Linked DNA regions of Zea mays: regions 2 and 3 are each linked to region 1. A link is a contact called in public Hi-C data. All regions are on one chromosome and are shown on one strand. Each heading gives the region's core, a stretch centred on a gene start, on an enhancer-like site or on the middle of the called end of the contact. The rest is flanking DNA. Distances are from core to core; before and after follow the strand shown. Region 1 holds the start of LOC103627501 (ethylene-responsive transcription factor ERF038). Region 2 holds the start of LOC103627507. Region 3 holds the start of LOC100276928 (Uncharacterized conserved protein (UCP012943)).

The links. A called contact is a pair of places that touch in the nucleus more often than the background predicts.
Region 2: a contact with region 1 is called in a Hi-C map of leaf, with 5 times the contacts expected there. The contact joins the promoter of LOC103627507 here to the promoter of LOC103627501 in region 1. A contact is called at or near these places in 3 of 25 Hi-C or Micro-C datasets (leaf and tassel).
Region 3: a contact with region 1 is called in a Hi-C map of ear, with 5 times the contacts expected there. The contact joins the promoter of LOC100276928 here to the promoter of LOC103627501 in region 1. A contact is called at or near these places in 7 of 25 Hi-C or Micro-C datasets (bundle sheath, ear, leaf and 2 more).

The regions. Positions count from the first base shown.
Region 1 is chr5:196,106,384-196,111,170 of Zm-B73-REFERENCE-NAM-5.0, reverse strand. LOC103627501 (ethylene-responsive transcription factor ERF038) reads right to left here and starts at 2,399. Exons shown (of 1, transcript XM_008647788.4): 1 at 1,027-2,399. The coding sequence starts at 2,216. The coding sequence ends at 1,383. LOC100216704 (putative dnaJ chaperone family protein) reads right to left here. Exons shown (of 8, transcript NM_001143109.1): 5 at 4,686-4,787; 6 at 4,469-4,611; 7 at 4,183-4,381; 8 at 3,412-4,070. The coding sequence ends at 3,745.
Region 2 is chr5:196,328,344-196,333,130 of Zm-B73-REFERENCE-NAM-5.0, reverse strand. It overlaps LOC103627507, which reads left to right and starts at 2,262. Exons shown (of 7, transcript XR_002262503.3): 1 at 2,262-2,711; 2 at 3,497-3,601; 3 at 4,774-4,787.
Region 3 is chr5:196,235,666-196,240,452 of Zm-B73-REFERENCE-NAM-5.0, reverse strand. LOC100276928 (Uncharacterized conserved protein (UCP012943)) reads left to right here and starts at 2,673. Exons shown (of 5, transcript NM_001150621.2): 1 at 2,673-3,226; 2 at 4,015-4,228. The coding sequence starts at 2,889.

The DNA.
Region 1 (4,787 bases), core at 1,150-3,649:
GGTGAATGTCAAGTATGGTTCACGCCTATGGATCAAAGTAGTGAAGGGCAAGTGAGGTGGCTTAGGACGAGTGGACTGAATAAGACTGATGATCCCACTTAGAAGTAGAGAAAACGTACATGGAGTGAAGAGGATAATGAAGATGGTGCTATCCAAGTCAAGGATGAGTATAATATTGTGGTGGCACTTTACAAAGACTAGGCACAAGTCTACATTCTGGATGATAAAGATGGTGTCAATCAAGCCAAGGAGGAAGACGAAGGTGTCAAACATTAGTTGAGGTTGAACGGACATTGTATATGTGAGACATGCTTTTTGTGGGGGTGTGCAAGAGGGTTTGCTGCTTTGGTTCTCAAAACTAAGCATGGAGTGTTTGATGGTTTAAGTCCCAAAATAACTAGCGATAGGTTGTGGGTTTAACTAGTTTGGGATTAAGACCTAGGAAGCAAGTGACGTGATATGTTGGGTCATTGCAAAGCTTGCATCAAGACAAAATGAAGTCACAAAGACATTGGGTCCAGTCGATGCATCAACAAAACTCTAGAGATAATTTTGCCCCTATAGGTATTGGGTTGGGCACTTCATGTAAGGATATGTGGGGAAATAATAAGATTGCCTTGGATGAATCATGTAAAAGATGATGATATAGGGGAGCTGTTGGAGACAGCATAAGTGCCTATACGTGGAAGATGGTTGTGTGAAGCATAACTTAGAAATTGGGTTCTGATTTTAAGTGGTTGAGAGTTTTTCCTTATAATTAACAAGTTCTTAAATCTCCGGCCATAGCTGTTTAAGGACGATATAGCTATGTTTTTTGGTGTATAATTTAGTTGTTAGCATGCTATAGCCGGCTATTTGCTGTTTATAGATGTAGGCATGTAGCTCGTTAAATGACTTACTAACCGGTGATTAAAAACACTAGGTTAGAAAGAGAGAAATTTTCTCAACAATATCATTGCATGAAACGCTGAAGATGTTGTTAAAAACACTAGGTATTAGACTTAACATGAAACGCTGAAGATGTAGTTAATTAACTCAACAAGATCAATGCATATAATTCATTTTCCGCATTACAATATACATACATTCAGTACGTACTGACAATAGAAGCCAAGTACTCAACCATATACAACTGTAATTTGGCCAAAGTCATTAGAAACCAATATATATAAGTGTGTGTTCATACAGGCAAGTAGGCAAGCCACTGTTTCACCGCATCCTACAACGACTTGCCATCCGGAGACCACACAGGGCACAGGAAACCATGCGTTTCTATCTCTCTAGCCTGCACAACGCACACACGAAGCAAAAAGCACGTGGCATCGGTCGTCCGTTTCAGGCAACCACCGGCAGTTGACGGCCGGTGCGTCCGAACGGAACGGCTAGTCCGGCTGCACCGGCGCGGCGGCGTCCAGCCAGCAGTGTTCGTGGGCCCACAGAAGCGGCTCGCTCAGGCTGTCGCCGCCGTCGTATTCTTCGACCGCCGCCGGAGCTGCCGCCCAGATGGGTGACCAGAGGCCGTCGCTCAGGTCCATCAGAAGGTCGGGCAAGTCGAACAGCACGCTCATCTCCTCCGCGTTGCTGGCCGCGGCGACCTCCTCCGAACTGGCGGCTGACGACGATGGCGTCTCGACCGCATGGGAGGACTCGCATTGCTCTACCTCTACGTCGGCATCGGCGGCGGCGGCAGCAGCCTTGGCTGCCGCGGCCTGGATGTCGGCGGGCGAGGTGGACGCCGGGCGAGGGAGGTCGTGCGCGAGGTGCGGGAAGTTGAGGTGCGCGCCGCGGCCCTTGATGGCAAGCGCCGCCACGTCGTGGGCGCGCGCGGCCATCTCGGCGGTCGGGAACGTGCCGAGCCAGATGCGCGACTTCTTGCGCGGCTCCCTGATCTCGGACACCCACTTGCCCCAGACGCGCATGCGCACGCCGCGGAACGTCGGGTGCCTGGTGCCGGCGCTCCCCCTCTTGCGCCGCCGGCCGCCGCAGTCGTCGTCCGCTATGGCGGCCTCGGGCGGCGCCGGCGCCACGCCGCCACCTGGAGCAGCGGACGGGGACGCGGTTCTCTTCCGTTTCACGTTCTTGTGCGGCTTGCCGGTATTGGACGGTAGCTCCTGCGCGCCATTGACGACGCACGAGCCGCCGACGGAGTCGGAGGAGGAGGAAGAAGAGGAGGAAGAGGAAGTCATGGGCGCATGGAGTAGTGCGTCAGCTTCCATGGCTCTTTCTTAGAGAGCTACGAGACAAGGCAGGGGGGCACACTGCACCCGGGGGCCGTGGAAGCGGTGCTGTGCGGAGGAGAGCGCTTCCGGTTACCGGGCATAAATAGCTCGAGCGCTCAACTCAAGCTTGTGTGCTGCTAAACGCCACCTCCACCACTACAGTAATACAGCTACGGTGTACACCCACCAGGCACCACACCAGCACCGGGTAGCGACAAAGTTGGTGAGTCTGTCATCGTATAGGCTGCAGGGTTAGTTAGCAGGTCCTTAACTGAATAGAAAAAAAAAACTGACAAATTCCATTTCTGAAGCTCTGTGTTACATTACTTGCAAGTGGTATGCAACCGTCAGGACCGTCAGTGTATAATGAAATGCGCTATGGGCCACTGGGCAGACGATTTGTGGCAGTGTGATGCTGCTGAAATTGACCAATTGTATAAACATCTGTCCAGACGATTTTATTCTGTTTGTTTAGTGCGGCACGAAGGGGTTTTAGACAGGCGATCGCACATAGAAAAGTCGCGTCTCAACCACTAGACGTTACGTGCGTGCGTGCGTGCAAGCTAGGCCGAGACTCGTATCGACTGGAGTCTGGAGAGGTGGCGGTGCAGCTGCGGCTAAAAAAGGGACACGCAAACGGCAAGGGGGAACAGCGTGCACGTGCTGCCCGAGAAAATTCACAAAGTGAAACGCGTAGCAATAGAAAAACTATCGCGTAAGGTCAGGTCAGTCCCACGTGAGGAACCCGCCTGGATTGCGTTTTTCGAGCAAGCTGCATCAAGTCTTGCACCAATCGTCGAGACGAATCAACAGTCCACCACCGCCCCGTCGTGATCCGCAAACGTCACATCTCGAGCAGCAAGATTCCCCCTTTCCACCACCCGAAAAAAAAGCAGCCGAAAAAGAACGCAGCTGTTCTAGCAGCCACCTGGCAGATCAGGCGGGGTCGATAACAGTAGCACGATATGACGATAGGGCAACCAAAATGGCGGGGGGCACATGTCAAAATAGCCAAACTATCATCAAACAGAAGAACACGGACTCCAAAACAGCCAAACCATCATCATCATCATCAAACGAAGTGCACACAGACGCCCCGTCCGGTTCCAGACGATTCCCAGATTAATAAAACACCTCCCCCCTCCCCTGCGGTTCTCTTCCAAAAGACAGCGGCAGGCAGAAACGACCTTTTGAGCCAGCACCCCAGGGTGCATCACAAATCATCACTACCAGCAAGCTCAATGTTTCTTACACATCAAAAATAGTAGCACACCATGAACATGATACCTTTTTCACGGGTACAACAAAATAACATGGAGCAGAGCTTAACTAACACCAATCACGCATTGCAGTTCAAACAAGGAACATGCCATTCCGGGCTCTCATTTTTTCCCTGACACTAGGATGGAACTAACAGTTTAAAGTTTATAAAACGATTATATTTTTGCCAAAAAGAATCGAGATGATCAGATGGATAAAAAATCCTGCTGAAACTTTTGGAGAACAGTTCCAACGAACACGGATTTTACTGCTGGGCACATTGCACCCTTGGTTGAGCATCCTCCTCCTCGTCTTCATCGTAGGCTTCCTGCTTCTTCTGCTGCTGCCTGCGCCTCATCTCCTCTTCAATGTTGACATCGTGAAGGGTGGTCTCCTCGCACTGGTCCAGCTCCATGTCCGACAGTTGGCTCCCTGGTTTCGGCGGAAGGATCTTCTCCAACGATCGGCACTGGGCAGGGGAGAGCGCACCAGGCTCGGGAAACACCACGTTGAATTCAACAAACAGACGGCCCTTCATGAAAGGACGGCCATGCTGAGGCATACCTTCATCGTTAATGGCCTTGTGTTGACCTATTCCAACAAAACATAATATCAGTGCATGCAGAACTGAGATTTTATTGGATAGGATAGTTGAGCTCAAAGGGATATAGCAAGCAAAAAAAGAGAAAAAAATATATCCTACCTGGTTTAATAACCTCCCCGGGGTCAGATTTGATCAGAAGCTGTCGCCCATCAAGATGAGTAAGAACAAACTGGAAGCCACACAATGCTTCGGTGAGAGAGATTGTGTGCTCAACATATAAGTCATCGTACATCCTCTTAAATTTTGGATGGTCTTTAAGTTGCAAGACAAAAACAATGTCTCCTGTAACCGTATCAGGCTGAAAAGAGCGAAAATCCAAACATTAGATAGATACTGATAGGATGCAGATATGTGCATGCATGTGTAAACTGTAACAGAGACTCACAGCTTCATCAGCTTGACCCTGGAATACAATCTTTTGGTTATGTTGCATTCCTTTCTCCACATGAACCTCTAACACCTTCTTCTCCTGGACTACCTTGTTTCCTTTACAGCTTGGGCATTTGTCCTTGTCACTTATGATCTCACCTAAACATTGAACAGCCTCAAGAATGAACTCAGTGGAACAATATTCTCAAATGAAAGATAAACCAGCAGCATACCTGATCCTTTGCATTCAGGGCAAACAGTGTTCATCTGTTGGATCATGCCAAGGCCTATCTGTCTTGTGATTGTTCTCATTCCAGCACCACGACAACCATGGC
Region 2 (4,787 bases), core at 1,013-3,512, 220 kb before region 1:
TCAAATGACATTTGGTAAGAGCACCGCTATATCTCGTAAGTAGAATCATTGTAAATTGCAATGTCTGGTCATATATTACTTACACAGTATATTAGCGCATCAATGGTACAAAGATACAGGTATTCTGAACCCAAAATCCCTTTTCTACCTTCCCTTAGTCAGAATTAATGGGCCTTCCTCCACGCCAAGAGATTTTTCAACTATACGTGGTCTGGATGGACATATCTTATGCATATGAAATTTATCAAATATACTAGCTGAGGGCCCGTGCGTTGCAACAGGAATATATAATACCAGTATACTATGATAACTTATATACAAAATGTGTGTTATATTGTTATGAGAAAAGGTTTCATAATCAATTTGTGATCCTGGCCATACATAAATTTTGTTATTTTAATCTAGTTGTTTCACCACTACATTGCAATCATCAGTATCATGCAGACTTCGATATATGCCACGATTCGTATGGTCTCATCATTGGAGAGCACATTCCACACATGCCGGAAGAAATTCCCTCGTACATCGTTAGTCATCAGACACGCACCACCATACACTCTTGCTTAAACAAAAAGACAAGTGTGTGTTTGCGAAGAGAATTAAAGGCAGGCCGTCACAAAAGCTACCCTAAAGGTGGCGAGGATGACAAACTGGTCACTGTTGTCGATCCTTCTCTGCGTCACCTCTGGCGCCAAGATGACGCCACAGTCCTCGATAAGTAGTCGTCGAACGCGTGCGACATGACGAGTACTTATGACTCTTGGTTGGGCTGCCAAACGAAGTGCACCCTGGACTCATCAGCGAGGTAGTACCCTGGCTGTTGCACCACCGGATGCGCTACTCCATTACATACATCATGTTCGAGGACACTCACACAATATCAGCAACGACCATCGTCCCAGCGCACAAGAATTCATGTCCGGTCAGTAGCGACTTACATGGCAGGTTGGGCTTCAGGTGGACGATGACCTGGATGGCGTGATGGCGTCGTCGTCGGATACGGTGTCCAGAACAACCCGAGAGTTGTCGACGTTGGCGACAACCGTGAGACCCCCTGCTTAACAATGGACAACGTGGTGTAGCTGCTCTGGACCGCGTCCAAGCGGCAGCTTCGCCGGAGCTTGTCGTACACAGCGGCGCATGCGACCACGTAGGACTGCTTCTAGAGGTCGAACTGGGAGTCGCCAAGCTTCTTCTCATCATCGATAAGCGACGCCAACGCGAGTGCCTCCTACTAATGGTGTTTGTTCAGGGTTTCAAGTAAGAAACATGGATTCATGGCGTTGGTTTATGAAAATAATTCACAAATATGATTCATGGAAAAAAAATATTACGAAGAATAAATGTCACGCGTGCAAAAAAGGGAATTTAAGTATAAAACATTATTCAAACAAAATAAATTGCATGCAAAGCTCTCCTTTAAATAATATTACCTACATCTAAAAATATAATTCAAGAATCTCGGTGATACTTATCTACTACTACGCATTGTGCAAGAGTAGCAAGTGAGCTTGGTGAAAGATGTAGTAGATATGTTTCCTATCATAGATACAAACATAAACATACATGTGATGTAGCGGTAGCTACTTTTGGCCTTTGCTTGAGAGGTTACGGGTTCAAATCCCCCTGGAGACACTATGTTGGGCCTGCATGGGCCCAATGCCCGCAAGGCTATGCCAGATTTGAACTCCGCTTTTGACGAGCTAGGCCATGAGCCACTGAACAGGTGAGCTCAGTCCTTAGTATATAGACATGTATAAAGGAGAGAAGAGAATTCAAATTGACTAGGAAAGAAATTCTCCCCCGTCCTAGATTAGAATTCGTTTAATTTTTTATGTCATGTTTAATCGGTCCGTCTTATTCAAAAATTATAATTATTATTAAAAAATCAAATAAATTATAAGTTGAAACGGATGAAGTATTTTAGTAGAGACCATAATCTCTACTACTTATTAAGACTGCAATAGTAGTCTGCCTCTGACGTGTTCTGCCTCTCACTTGTTCTGCCACCGACCTGTTCTGCCACCGACGGTCGTACAGCCCCGTGCCAAAAAATCATTTTGATGTGGCACTAGAGGCGTTAGTATGAACAACAAACAACACACACTAATGCTTATAAGCCACGTTTCGACGTTTTCAGTGGCCGGTATGGCACTAATCAAAAACCCCATAGCAGCGCCTGTGTCCGAGCGGTTTATGCAGCCCAATGGTTCGTGCGGCCCAACAGTTGGTGCGGCCCATTGTGCAGCCCAGCCTACCGCGCCTGTCATCTTCTTCGATGTGGGCGGTGCCCTCCACTCCACGACGGCGCGCCGCACTCTGCCCACGACCTCGACCTCCTCCCCCATGACCACGACCTCAACCGCTCTGCCAGCTCCGCCACTTACGCACGCACGACCTCAACCTCGCCTGATTCAGCGCATAGAAGAGCGTGTGGCGTCGAGGTCGAGCGTGCGGCGCCGAGGTCGAGCGTGCGTCACCGAGGGAGAGGAAAACCACTGAGCGTTATTTCCTAAGCCTCCTGCTTGATGTCTCCACCGTCCCTCAACGCAATTGCCGCCGCCCGGGATGCGCTCCACCCCCGCCCGCTAATCGTCCCCTTGCAACTGCCGCCGCGGCCGCCAATCGGCCCCCAAGAACCAAAGGTTCGAGCTCCGCAGGTGGCAAGCTCCTTCTTCATCCACGCCCTCCCTCCGCCTTGAGAACCAGAGGTCCGAGCTCTACAAGCCCCCTTCCCCCTTCCTCCACGCCCTACGTTCTTGATTGATTCCTGTTTGCTTGTGATTTTGCATTTCGGAAATCGAATCCTGTCGTTCTTGGGGATCATTGGGGGGCGATTTTAGGATACACGAGGCCGCTGCCTGGGCTTGCCGCCCTTGGGTTTCTTGTCGGTGCTGCTGCTCTTTGGGCTCCTCTGCCCGAAGAGCTTGGGCATGAAGCATGTGGGCTGGGCGCAAGTGCTTGGGGTCGGGGCTCATGGAAGATTTCATCAGCATCGACGAGACCGCGTAGCCTGCCTGAAAGATCAGGTGGTGGGGCATGTGTCGCTGCCGCGGCACGCGGTGCCGCTGGCGGTCTCTGTACTGCAGCTTCGTCCGGTGCCGCCGCAGCCAGTCCAGCGCCCCCCCGGTCGCCGTTCCCTTGTGAGTGTCCCCGTTCTGAGATTTAGAAGTTTTGAAACTTCCGCCTCTCTGTTTGGTACGGGGTTCGTTTTGCTCGATGACCGAGCCCGTTGTCGTCTTGATCCATATGCTGAACATGGGATCGTTCGATTTCCTGAGCCTCACCACGAGGCAGTTCCCAAATTTTAGTGTGGCCTTGTCATTCCTCGGAAAAGAAGGCACATATTTGTGTTAGATGAGCTTATTGATCTTAAACTAACAATTCTATGAAATTTTCAGTGTATTCTCCCTGCCGAAGATCCAAATATTTCAAGTTCTCTCTTTAAAATTTGCATCTTGCTCGTGTTCTAATTGTGCTTTGGGACCTTGTGTAGGAAACCAGAGTCACCAAAACTACGGGCAAGACTGTACGAAGGGAAACATAGTACTCCCACGAAGAAGAAGTGCTGCAACTGCAGGAACTCCAAATGTTTGAAGTTGTAAGTCAGATTCTATCATTAGCTTGAGAAAAATAAAATATGGCAAAGAACGTTTTCCTATGTGGATAGTGTTATCTTTTTATCAATATGGATTCTTTGACTTGACGTAGAAGAGTCAATGAGCTGGAGTGTTGTATAGATAGTCAAAATATGCTTATCATTCCTGGACGGAGGGTTTATGCTTATTTAATATTTATATGGCATTATAGACGTGGATCTGCTTTAGCTATGACATTATCACCGAAACTTCTTCATGATTTCCAAATAAATAAACTTCACTCAAATGGTACGTAGGGGGTGCTTGATTTCTAGGGACTAATTTTTAGTCACTCCATTTTAGTCTTTAAATTGCTAAACACGGAAATTAAAACTCGATTTTCGTTTCCGTATAGTATTTGACAATTTAGAGACTAAAATGGAATAAAAGGGGGGACTAAAATTAGTCCCTAGAAAACAAACACCCCCTTAGACTAGAATTATAAGCTAAGTAATACACTCACAGACAACAAAGAACTTATGTTGTTTGATTACTCATTAAGTAAATATCACTCCTTATCAAATATAAAAGTTGCTAAAGTTATCATTTGAACTACATCTTTGAGATATGTAGAAAAGTACCTTGGTAAGGTTTATGTGCTTGGCCAAGTACTGCTATGAAAGTATAATTGCGAAGCTTAAAAAGAAGAATATGCATTGAGTCCATTCTGTAATGGCTGTTATATAGTATAGAATAGAACTCGATTTTTTGTTTGAAACATAGCGACACAGTATTTCTGTACTATGATCTTACATATGAAATTATGAAATGCATTGAACTACACTTTTTGAGCAGCTGTAAAGTTTAATTAACTTTTTAAATTTCTCTGTCCAAGGTGCACTTCTGATAGGATTTTAATGCAGAGCATCTATGAGGCCCGAGCACTTGCATAGGAAAGCGAGTAGAAACATATTGAATTGTGACCTTTATTTTTTAGTCAGATCTAGCTTACTGAGTAATCGGTCACTGTCAGCTTTTCAACCCGTGTTGAGCATAAAGTGGAGCCTTGCTGCTTATGCATCCATTCGTAATATGTGATATATCTCCTAAAGTTATTGGGTCTTTTGCAGGGGAAAGTCACCCTTGTGATTTTTATGTCTATTTTTTAGGGACTGACGTGTTTGTTCTGATGTAGGTTTCGAGTGGCTT
Region 3 (4,787 bases), core at 1,424-3,923, 130 kb before region 1:
CATAAGTCAAAGGGTCGGATACGGTTGTGTAGCTCCTTGTCCTTTGGGGTTCCTGCTGGACGAGGGACATCATGGATGACTATTTTCGTTAGGGTACTGTAGCCACACGAATGCCATCTCGAAGCATGTTGTGACGTTTCATTGTGTTCGCAATGGATTATCGATGGATTATCGGGTGTCCTTTGTTGACTTTTCTGCTACGAAGTGGTTGAGCCGATGTCAATCTCTACACCGGCAGGAGTAGGAGGGAGCAGATGGTGAGTCCTAAGGGCTAGCCAAAGATGTCTAGGGATGGGGAGCCGATGCCGAGGTAGATACAATGGCGAGGCAGATGCAAGCTGATTTCACGAGGTTTTTCTTTTCATCACCGAGGGCTAGCCAAAGATGGGGAGCGCAAGTTGTTTAGGAGCATGTAGGTGTTGCTCTCAGTATTGACTTTGCAGAAGCAAACAAGGTAAGCAGTAATAATTTTGGCATCTTTAGATCTTGCGTCAGCCTGGCTGAGCCGCAAGGCCCACAACGAGAAGAGAAGCGGTACCGCCGGGCAGCAGCGGCCGTGGACGGTGAAGGCGCAGGCGGCTAGCGCCGGCCGGCGTTGGCGGTTGCGTCATCCGATCATCGTGCGATGTCTTGCCCGCTTGTCCCTCGCTGTGTGTCCCGTGCGGCCCGTGCCTTTGGTTTGGTTCAAACGGGACGGCGTCGTCGGGAGTCGGGGGACTCTGCCGCCACGCCACGCGTCGCGGTCCGCCGGCCGGCCGGCCTCGTCGCCCATTTGCTTTGCTTTGCCGTCCGGTGTTTGGGCTGCCAGTTCGTCGGGGGTCGGACGATGGTTGGCTGAATGGCTGCTGCGAGCTTCCCGGCCTCGGCCTGTCGCTGTCTCCCGATGATTCCTGAACCCCGGCTCACGCTTCGTTCGTTCTGCCTGGCGTAGATCAAAACGCTTGCGGTTTCGAAGCACCGCAGCGCAGGGCAGCACGCGTTCTGCTCCGATCCCAGGCATGTATGTCGCGTTACGATTCCGACGTGTGGCGCGTCATGGCGTGAAGACTACACGCTCGTGGTCGTGGCTTAGTTCGCGACCGGCGTCGGCGAGCATGCATGCGCGACGACTCTGATGGAATCCGTCGCAGGCTAGCTAGGGCTGTAGCGCTCACGGCTGAAGAATCGGCGAGAAGCCTAGTGTTTTCCGTGTACGGTTTACCTGGCATGCATGGCATGACGCACGCGGCAACAGATTAGCTTATCTTAGAGGATAATTGCAAGGTTTGAGTTTGACAGCGTTGAGAAATGCGAATCACCAGGCGGCAACCTCTGAAAGCAACGTACGGTACGGGGGTGGGCGCTGCGTGCACCACCGAGCAGCGAAATCCCCCCCTCCCGTACGCACCTGGAATGTGGTTTGCTCCTTGGGTGGGAGCCGTGTTTGGCCCTTTGTGGCGAAGGATCTTACGGCCGGGACCCAAATGGCGACGTGGATCAATTCCGTAACCAGAAGCGGAGAAAGCAACGGCTGCGGGTGGCGGCGATGGAAAACCGTTGGTGCACACCAGCTGAAGCTCCATGGTTTCGAATTATCCTGCATCCCCCCCCCCCCCCCCCCCCCCTTTTCCTGCATGCTACTAGTACTTTAACCTGGAAGCATTAGCTACAACTGTTGCTTGTGGATACGAACCATTCTGTTACAGAAACAGATTTTTATCGTTTCTGGGTAAAATCACAAGGGCGGAAAAAAAATAAGGGCTAATTTGGCAACCACATTTTTCAATTTCCCAAAGGAAAATGAACTAATTTTTCTTGGGAAAACGAAAAACCCTTGGAAAAATTTGGTTTCCAAACTAGCCATAAACGTGCTTACCATAATGTAGACTTTCACTTTCAACGACGAGGAGGGACCAGGCAACGCAATTTCGGTCCGAGTTTACTGAAATCTGGTATTTTTTTTCGTTCTCGGTGATTACCGAAACACAGATTTCGGTCCGGGAAGTTATGTTTTTCGTTTTAAAATCTAAAAGTCAAATTTTGGTCAAATAAACGAAATCCAGAACGGTGAAAACGAAATTGTAATCCCTGGGAGGAACTCGTGTCCCTATGAACTATTTTGTTTACACAAATTACACCATACAAATATACTAGAGCATTAAGGTTGTGCATGCATGTATGTGGAGTGAAAATAATTAATGGATCTAAGCTCCTTTAGAACATAGAATTTTCAGGTTTATTTTCACCAGAAAAGAAAGAAAAAAAACAAATCTCACATTCCAAAGGGAACCCTAACTGTCCTTAGTAAAACGATACACAGTTCAATCAAGTTCATAACAAACAGTGATATTCAAGACACCAAACAGATCTAGTATAATATAAAAATATATTCCACAAAAAAACTAACATATCTGTTCTCGAATATTTAGACACCCGTTAATTTTATTTTGAATTAAAACGCGACAAATAAAAAAAGATCAGAGTGAGTATAATATTTAATTGTATATAACATAGGTCAAATTCAAGATATTTTTATTCTTTAATTTCGCTAAGTAGAGTAATTTTTTATGTCAGGTTCTTGATCATGGACATGAAGTTGATTAGCCTCACAAGCTTGCGAGAACAAAAAACTAAATCAACCAATAAACATGACACCCACAACTAGAATTGGGTGTTATGGTGTATCGGTGACCCCTAGCAATACCAATACTCAACCCTTCCGAATATTTCGTCGCAAGATTTTTCGCTAGTGCTCAAAGCTCCAAAGGCCCCAAGACTCCTTCCTGCTCAAACCTTTTTTTATCCATCCTTTTGCGCGGAGGCTGTTGGAGCGTTGGATAGTGCGCGGTGCCGGCGCACTCGCTCGCAGTCCAAGAACGAAGGCAGCCTCTGTTTCCTTCCGACCGGCGATGAGGAACCCGCCGGGCAGGCACCTCCTCTGTCTCAGCAGCCGCGCCGTGCGCTCTTCCTCCTCCTCATCGGCGCTCGGCCCCGGACCCGGCGCTGTTACCTCCGCCGCGTCCCCACGCCCGCGCGCCATCGCGCCCGGGCGGCCCCTGCGCGCCAGTTCCCCATCCCCGCCTTACGCAGTCGCCGCCGCCGCGTACGTGGAGGACGGGGACTGGGAGGAGGTCGTCGCTGGGGGGCCTGGTACTGGGGAGATGGAGGAAGAACAGGACTACAGGGTGGTGTTCTGGTCCCCGCCGACCATAGACGAGGTTACCGGCGCAGTCACCAGCATCCAGCAGTAAGATTTGCCTGCTCACCTCGTTATAGCATTTTTTTTCTTTGCGTACTGTTAGATTTGATATAACTTCTTCTCTTGACATTTCTTGTGTTGGTGACCCGCTTGATTGTCACGACCTAGTTTATGCTTTGTTTACCTGGATTATATTAGAGCTGTTTTTGTCTTTATTTTGATGTGACATGGATAGCTTCTCATGGGGACATGGGAGCCTTGCATGCTTCAGTTCATTGAGCAATATCGTGTAGGTGGTTACCACTCGTTGTCGTTATCATAGTTGTATGCCTGCCATCTTTGGATGGTGTCTTCTTGGTGGGGCAGGGGGTGGGGGCGAGGGATACATGTATAGACATCCGCATGGACTTGCAGAATTGCAGCTAGTCCCATCGGAACAATCCTGCCTGCGCTTCCTGTACCTTGTAATAGACATAGCAGCCCTTGCAGCTGCTGAAAAGCACATCCGAGAATTAGATCCTACTGATGTTGTGTCCTTGAATCATAGGATTGTTCTGGCTACCTTATGGTAGCCCGTATTGTAGGGACTGTTGTAGAAACATTAAACTCACGTCATTATATCCACTTTCAATTAGTAGCAGCTATACGAATAATTACCCCCTCCCGCCCCGCACACTCACACAAAATACATCTATGTCCTCATTTGTTGCGTGAAAACAAACCTTTTTTGCCCTTTAAGATGAATATATAGTAGACCTTTGCTGATTAAATCATAAGGGAGTTACTTATGCATTGATGTTCTTTGCTCCATCTAATCTAGTTGCCGTTTCATTCAGAGTATTTGAGAATCCTCTTGGACTGGATTCAGATACAACTGACAGACAGACAACACTACTGTCTGCATCAGGACATTCATCTGGAAATTCATCAGGATCAGATGACTGGATTGAACCTGCTGCCTATGTTCTTAACTCAACTGCTCTTCTGTCAAGGGAACATAGGAATGTTGTGGATGCTTTCCGTCTGTTGCAAAAGGATCCCACCGTTCAGGTTTAAACAGAACTTATTCCTTTTATGTATTTTCAGTTTTCACCTAAACACTAGATCCTAAACAGTTGGTCACTTATTGCGTAGCCTTTTATTCGGGTTAAACAGCTGTTAAACAAGCAAAATGACTGGTTAAATGGACAGAACCAGTCACCATGTAGTGATTAAACAGGCTAAACTGCTGTTCAGGCGAGCAGAGGTATTTTGCAACACTTAAATAATGGATAGTGCATGTCATATTTTTATCTACCATTCATAATTTCTGGTCTGAGCTGTCACCTACAAGTTTCTCAACAACTTATCTCATCATCATTGTGTTAACCAGTGGCAGACCCAGCAGGGGGGGGGGGCAGCCGGGGCAAGCGCCGCCCCTACGTGCTGCTGGTCCTACATACCACGTAACAAAATATTTAGATCCTTGATGACTATACGAATCGATAGATGTTTAGAAGCCTTGATGATTGTATGATCATCGAACATTTTCAAACCATGAGTAATCGTAGAATACCTACTACTCACATTACTACTCATGACTAGCAAGTAGCAACTTAGTGGTATGTTA